2 separate regions of the Sus scrofa genome follow, and region 1 is linked to region 2. A link is a contact called in public Hi-C data. All regions are on one chromosome and are shown on one strand. Each heading gives the region's core, a stretch centred on a gene start, on an enhancer-like site or on the middle of the called end of the contact. The rest is flanking DNA. Distances are from core to core; before and after follow the strand shown.

Region 1 (2,700 bases), core at 199-2,698, 78 kb before region 2:
GCCGTGTCTGCAACCTACACCACAGCTCAAGGCAACGCCAGATCCTTAAGCCATTGAGCAAGGTCAGGGATTGAACCCGCAACCTCATGGTTACCAGTTGGGTTCGTTAACTACTGAGCCACTATGGGAACTCCCTAAATTTCTTGATATTTCATTCATATTATAGTACTTATGTCAAAAAATGAGTCATTTCTATTGGGTTAGTCAATTTAAACTCCTGTGCTTTAGGAGCAAATGATTATAAACTGATTTTATTTTTCAAATCAAAAAATGATTTAGGAGTTCCTGTTGTGGCTCAGCATTAATGAACCCAACTAGTATCCATGAGGACATGGGTTCAATCCTGGCCCCACTCAGTGGGTTGAGAATCCAATGTTTCCAAGAGCTGTGGTATAGGTCACAGATGTGGCTTGGCTCTGGAATTGCTGTGGCTATGGCTATGACTGACAGCTGCAGCTCTGATTCGACCCCTAGCCTGGGAACTTAAATATGCCACAGGTGAGGCCCCCCCCCAAAAAAAATTTAGATCAAACTATCTTTTGTTCTAATGGTTTTAAAAATAAAAAGTGGCCTCAAATTCTCTTATATAGGTTACAATTTGACTCTCTAAGAAGTGTAAATTGCTACAATTATTTCAGAAAAGTATATGATAATAAATACTAAAGCTAAAAATGTGCTTACTCTATGACTGGACAATTCCGTTCCCAGGGATTCATGCAATGGAAAGACATACATATGTTCACTGAAAATCATGATCAAGCATTATCATAGCAGCAGTATTCATATTGGCCCCAAGCTGGAAATCTTCCAAATGTTCAAGAATAGAATGGATACATTGTGATGTGTTGATGGATATAACACTACATAGTAATGAAAGTGAAGGAACAACTTGAATAAATCTTGCAAACATAAAATTAAGTGAGTGAAGTCAAACACAAAAAGGTTGCCCTGTATACTTCCACCAATATACAGTTGAAAAACAGGCAAACCAATGTATGTGTTGGAAATAAGCTTGGAAGTGACCACTGGAGGCATCAGTGTCTGAATGCAAGTACAGTGACAATTTCGAGGACCTGGCAAAGTCATAGTGCTGATGCTGTAGGTGATTTTGCTTGTGAAAATTCGCACAGCTTTAAGTTTATGATTTTTGTATATATACACACATACACACACACATATATAATACTCCAATAAAAATTAAAGAAACAAAGTAATAGATAACCCACCACATCCAAAAAAAGATGGTGAGCTCAGGCTTTATTGACAGTCAGATCCAGCTAGGATTTGGGCTCTACAGGTAACCTGCCATGTGATTTTGACAAGCCATTAAGGCTTTCTGCTTCATTTTCCTTATCTGAAACAAGGAAAAGAATATCTAACTCATGGGATTGTTATGAGGGTTCAATGATATAATAACAAAAAGAACTTAGTATAATGTCTAACATGTCATCACAAAATAGTCATAATAAAAGCTAACAGTGAAAGAGTGCTCCCCGTGTGTCCAGTTCTGTTCCAGGGACTTAATTTTCTCCTAAACATCATGGGGCAGAGCTTCTGTCTGACAAAGGAGGAAACGATAATATAGACTTTAGCCTCATCCAAGATCACACAGCTATTAAGGGGAAAAGCCAGAATTAAAATTCAGTGGGGCTACATACTTAACTACTGAATTATAGTGTAATAAGAACTCAATAAATGGTAGTTATTACCATTACAAGAACAAATCCTAGCAGAGATGTGGGAGGGTATAGGGAAGAATTGAGTTTGGGCTAAATTGCTATTCTCCAGGAGACAAAGGGCAACTCTAGGGTTAGGCTTCAAAATTTCTGCTAAATAAATAAATGGCTGCTATTATTATTATGCAACTGCCAGATCTAATTTGAGACAGAAAATGAAAGTAAACAAATGCAACATTATCCTTGCACTTTATAAATTGAGAAAACAGCTGCAAGGAAGGTTAATGACACGCTCACCCTCAGTCCATGACATCCTGTTCCCTTAGGATATGCACCCCAGGGAAGCAGGCTACCTTGTCAGACTACATCTAAAATCTGTCTTGGCTTTGGTGGAATTCCAGGTGATTTTTTTCCTGTCTTTTCATCGTTGTCTATAATGAACATACTTTATTTCACAGTGGAAAATTCACTTTAAAAATAAAATGAAGTGCAAACAAAAACCAATCTCTGTACAGCAATAAGAACCACATGTCTTTTAAATGGAAAACATGCTGATTTTTTCTTTGTTTCTTGGAAGCAGCTTGCCAGATGCACAGTCCACAGCTTTGAACCGTTTACATAAACACACCCATGCCAAGGGTTTGCACGCAACAGTTAAATTGCACCCTTGTTGACATCTGAATGGGTAAAAACTGGAAGGGTAAAAACTGGTATTCACTTCAGTTGAATTCACTATCTCTTACAAACCACACGCCAGAAACATTTGTGGTAGACTGTAACATCCCAAGACACTTTGAAAGAAAAGCCTATTAGGGCTGAGATGGGGGAAAGTGCTAAGTGGTAGCAAAAGCTACAAATCCTTCAGGTGAAGTGCAATGTCCACAAATTGAGGGATGCGAGATGATTGTTACCATCCACCAGAGGGCACTATCTGTATATACAAAACTTTCTCAGGAACATCCCCCTCACCACCCCACCCCCCTGCCCCCAATTCTAAGCAGAGAAAGTTGATGGGATTAGGTCA
Region 2 (2,700 bases), core at 141-2,640:
ATTTTAATAAGTGACCTGTTGCCAAGTCTCTGATGTTCTAAATAATTCATGATCCAAGACCTTCCATAACATGGATCTAAAAAGACATTCGTTTTCATGTTGTTGTGCAGAAATATTCTGGCTGGGTCTTGAAGCTGCCATTCACCTTTTATATGGATAGTGCTTTATTAGGACAAAAACTTCTTAGTTCCTATCACTCCTAGAGCTAAAATCACACTTAGATATTTCAGAGATTAAAGGTGTATTGATTTTTTTCCCCTAAACATAAAGATACCAAAATAACGCTTAGAATAAGAAAAAAAAAAAAAAAAAAAAAGCCAGACTCGAAATTCTGTGTTACTATTAATGCATGCATTGATTCATGCCACTTTTATGCTAATCATAAAAGCGGCCACCTTCAAGGAGCTTACAATCCCATAGATGTATGACATTTGGTTCACTAATAAGCTGATTTTTAAACTTATTTAAAAAATAATTTATGCATCATAAACCATTTTTCAGACTATTATACTTATCAAGGTCCATGCTTTCTACTTCCTCTTGGCAAAAAAAACAAAACAAAAAAACAAGCATCTTGATAAGGTATATACGATTTATAAGATAATAGTGTTTCTAACTGCTGTATTTATGGTCTCATCAAAATAAAGTGCAGGTGTTTAGGGAAGCAAAGAATCTAGTCTGGTCGTGGGAATCTAGTCTGGTCTTCCGGCTGCTACTTCCCTAGCTCTGAAATCAAGTTTTCCTGGTCTCAATATGAGGAATTCTCCCGCATTTTATCACAACGCAGCACGCACAGGGATGAGTACCGTTGTAAGAGACTCCTGGCTATGGCGTTATTCTGAAAGCAACAGGTATCCTGGAACGATAAACAAACCCATCATGGACTGCGGGTCACTTGCTTTCAACCTGGGGAGCAAACGCTGCCTAAGTCAAAAGGGCATTCTAGGTCTCAGCTCTGACCGAGGGCGCTGTCAAGCTCGGGGCACCAGCGCTTACATCTCCCTCTCGGCGACCCCCAAAGCCCTGGCTGAGAGGACCCCGTGGCCAGGAGGGCCGCCCCGGAGGCCGAGCGTTCAGGGGCTCGGAAGGGTCTTCAGGAAGTCATCCCGAAAAAGCCACCTGGGCACGTGCGTGACACTCACCTGTTCACACTCTCCAGGCCCAGAGAGCCGCGGTCCCCCTGCAAGTTCAGAATCAGTCCCCCGGGACCGCTACCCCTCCCACGCTGCGCGGCCCAATCTGTGGGTGGCGTTTCCCGGCTGCTGGGCTGCGACTGCGGGGGGCAGCGGCAGTAGCAGTAATAGCTGGCGGAGTGGCCCGGGTCTCCCCGCAACCACTCTCTCCGACTAGCGGCGGATGGACTGCGGCAGGACGCGGGCTCCGGCGGACGAGGCCGCCGGGATGCTGCAGTGTGGCGCTCGCGCGCCCCCTACTGGGGCTAGCGCTCGGCTCCTCCAGCGAAGCCGCCTCCAGGCTGGATCATTCAAAAATCAGTTTTCGAGCTGCACTCGGACAGGCTTCCCTTTTCTCCTGCTAGATTCCCGGCCTCTAGGTTCTCGTTGAAGGATCTCACTCCTTGGGTTAAAACATTTGCCTGTAAAAGGATCAGTATGTGACCTTTTCGATTCCTTACTTCAGAAGGTCCTCACAACATCCCTTAGAGGTACGTTTAACTTTCCCCATGATTCCCACGAGGAAACAGAGGATAAATCACTTGTCCAAGGCTAGTAAATGGTTGGAATAAAAATCCAGGCCGATTGGAAGCTGAGATGCTAGGAGAGACATATGTACTGCATTAAATTGAACTTCATATCTCTATACTGGAGAAAGTTCCAAAAGATTCACATTTCCCCTTACAAGATCAGCATTTATAACGTTCGAATTGAAATCACACTCAATCATCCTCAAACCTAACGAAAATGATTAATATTTGTGCTGCGCTAGACTCCCTTTCACATCTCTCATCTCATCTGATATTTACTCCCTTCATTGAGGTAGGCACTCATTAAAATTATTAGCCTTCCGTGATTTCCTATTGTGGCTCAGCAGAGAGCCCACATTGTCTCTCTGAGGTTGCAGGTTCCATCCTGGGCCTTGCTCAGTGGGTTTAAGGATCTGATGTTGCCATGGTTGTGGTAGGCCCCAGCTGCAGCTTGGATTCAACTCCTAGCCCAGAAGTCCATATGCAGCAGGTGCAGCCATTTAAAAAAAAAAAAAAAATTGCATTTCAGAGCCAAGGAGGTGAGTTTCAGGGAGATTAAAAGATTTCCCAAAACTATGAAACTTTTGATGAGAAGCACGAAACACCCATATTATTTGTTTTCCTGTGAAGCCTGGTGTTCTTAACAAGACACCCGATGGCCTCCAGAAAACCACTGCCATGTCGAATAGACTAAGTGAACAGTGGTAGGTGAACAGTCTGTGTCCCTGATGGAAGCGGTGTAACAGGGCAGGCAGTTTCCAGGACCAGCTGACCTGGAAAGCCACCAGTTGTGAGCCATGCTGAATGGAGGAGCTGTGTCTGCACAAAGCTAGGAATTAGCTCCCTGAACAGGATCTTAATATATTTACTCACCTCATGAGATATTTTACCTTAAAGGTTAAAATTATTAGTCGCATAATAATTAGATATGTTAAAATTACTTATTACATAATAAAGCTACCTTAAGTAAAAATTATTAATTGCATATTAATGACATC

The links. A called contact is a pair of places that touch in the nucleus more often than the background predicts.
Region 1: a Hi-C map of omental adipose tissue shows a contact between it and region 2, with 2.4 times the contacts expected there. The contact joins the enhancer-like site here to the promoter of RERG in region 2. A contact is called at or near these places in 1 of 5 promoter capture datasets (liver), 19 of 47 Hi-C or Micro-C datasets (adipose tissue, alveolar macrophages, brain and 11 more) and 1 of 2 datasets of contacts at active chromatin or transcription factors (skeletal muscle).

What each region holds. Positions count from the first base shown.
Region 1 is chr5:57,425,924-57,428,623 of Sscrofa11.1, reverse strand. The region is part of intron 2 of RERG (ras-related and estrogen-regulated growth inhibitor); the gene reads right to left. Among named protein-coding and RNA genes, the nearest start is that of RERG, 78 kb to the right of the region's middle. Within about 2 kb of position 1,448, at least 6 of the 83 cell types and tissues checked have an H3K27ac peak or open chromatin away from gene starts, as enhancers often do. A contact at or near this core is called in liver and omental adipose tissue, where this site is marked.
Region 2 is chr5:57,348,076-57,350,775 of Sscrofa11.1, reverse strand. RERG (ras-related and estrogen-regulated growth inhibitor) reads right to left here and starts at 1,390. Exons shown (of 5, transcript XM_003481681.4): 1 at 1,143-1,390.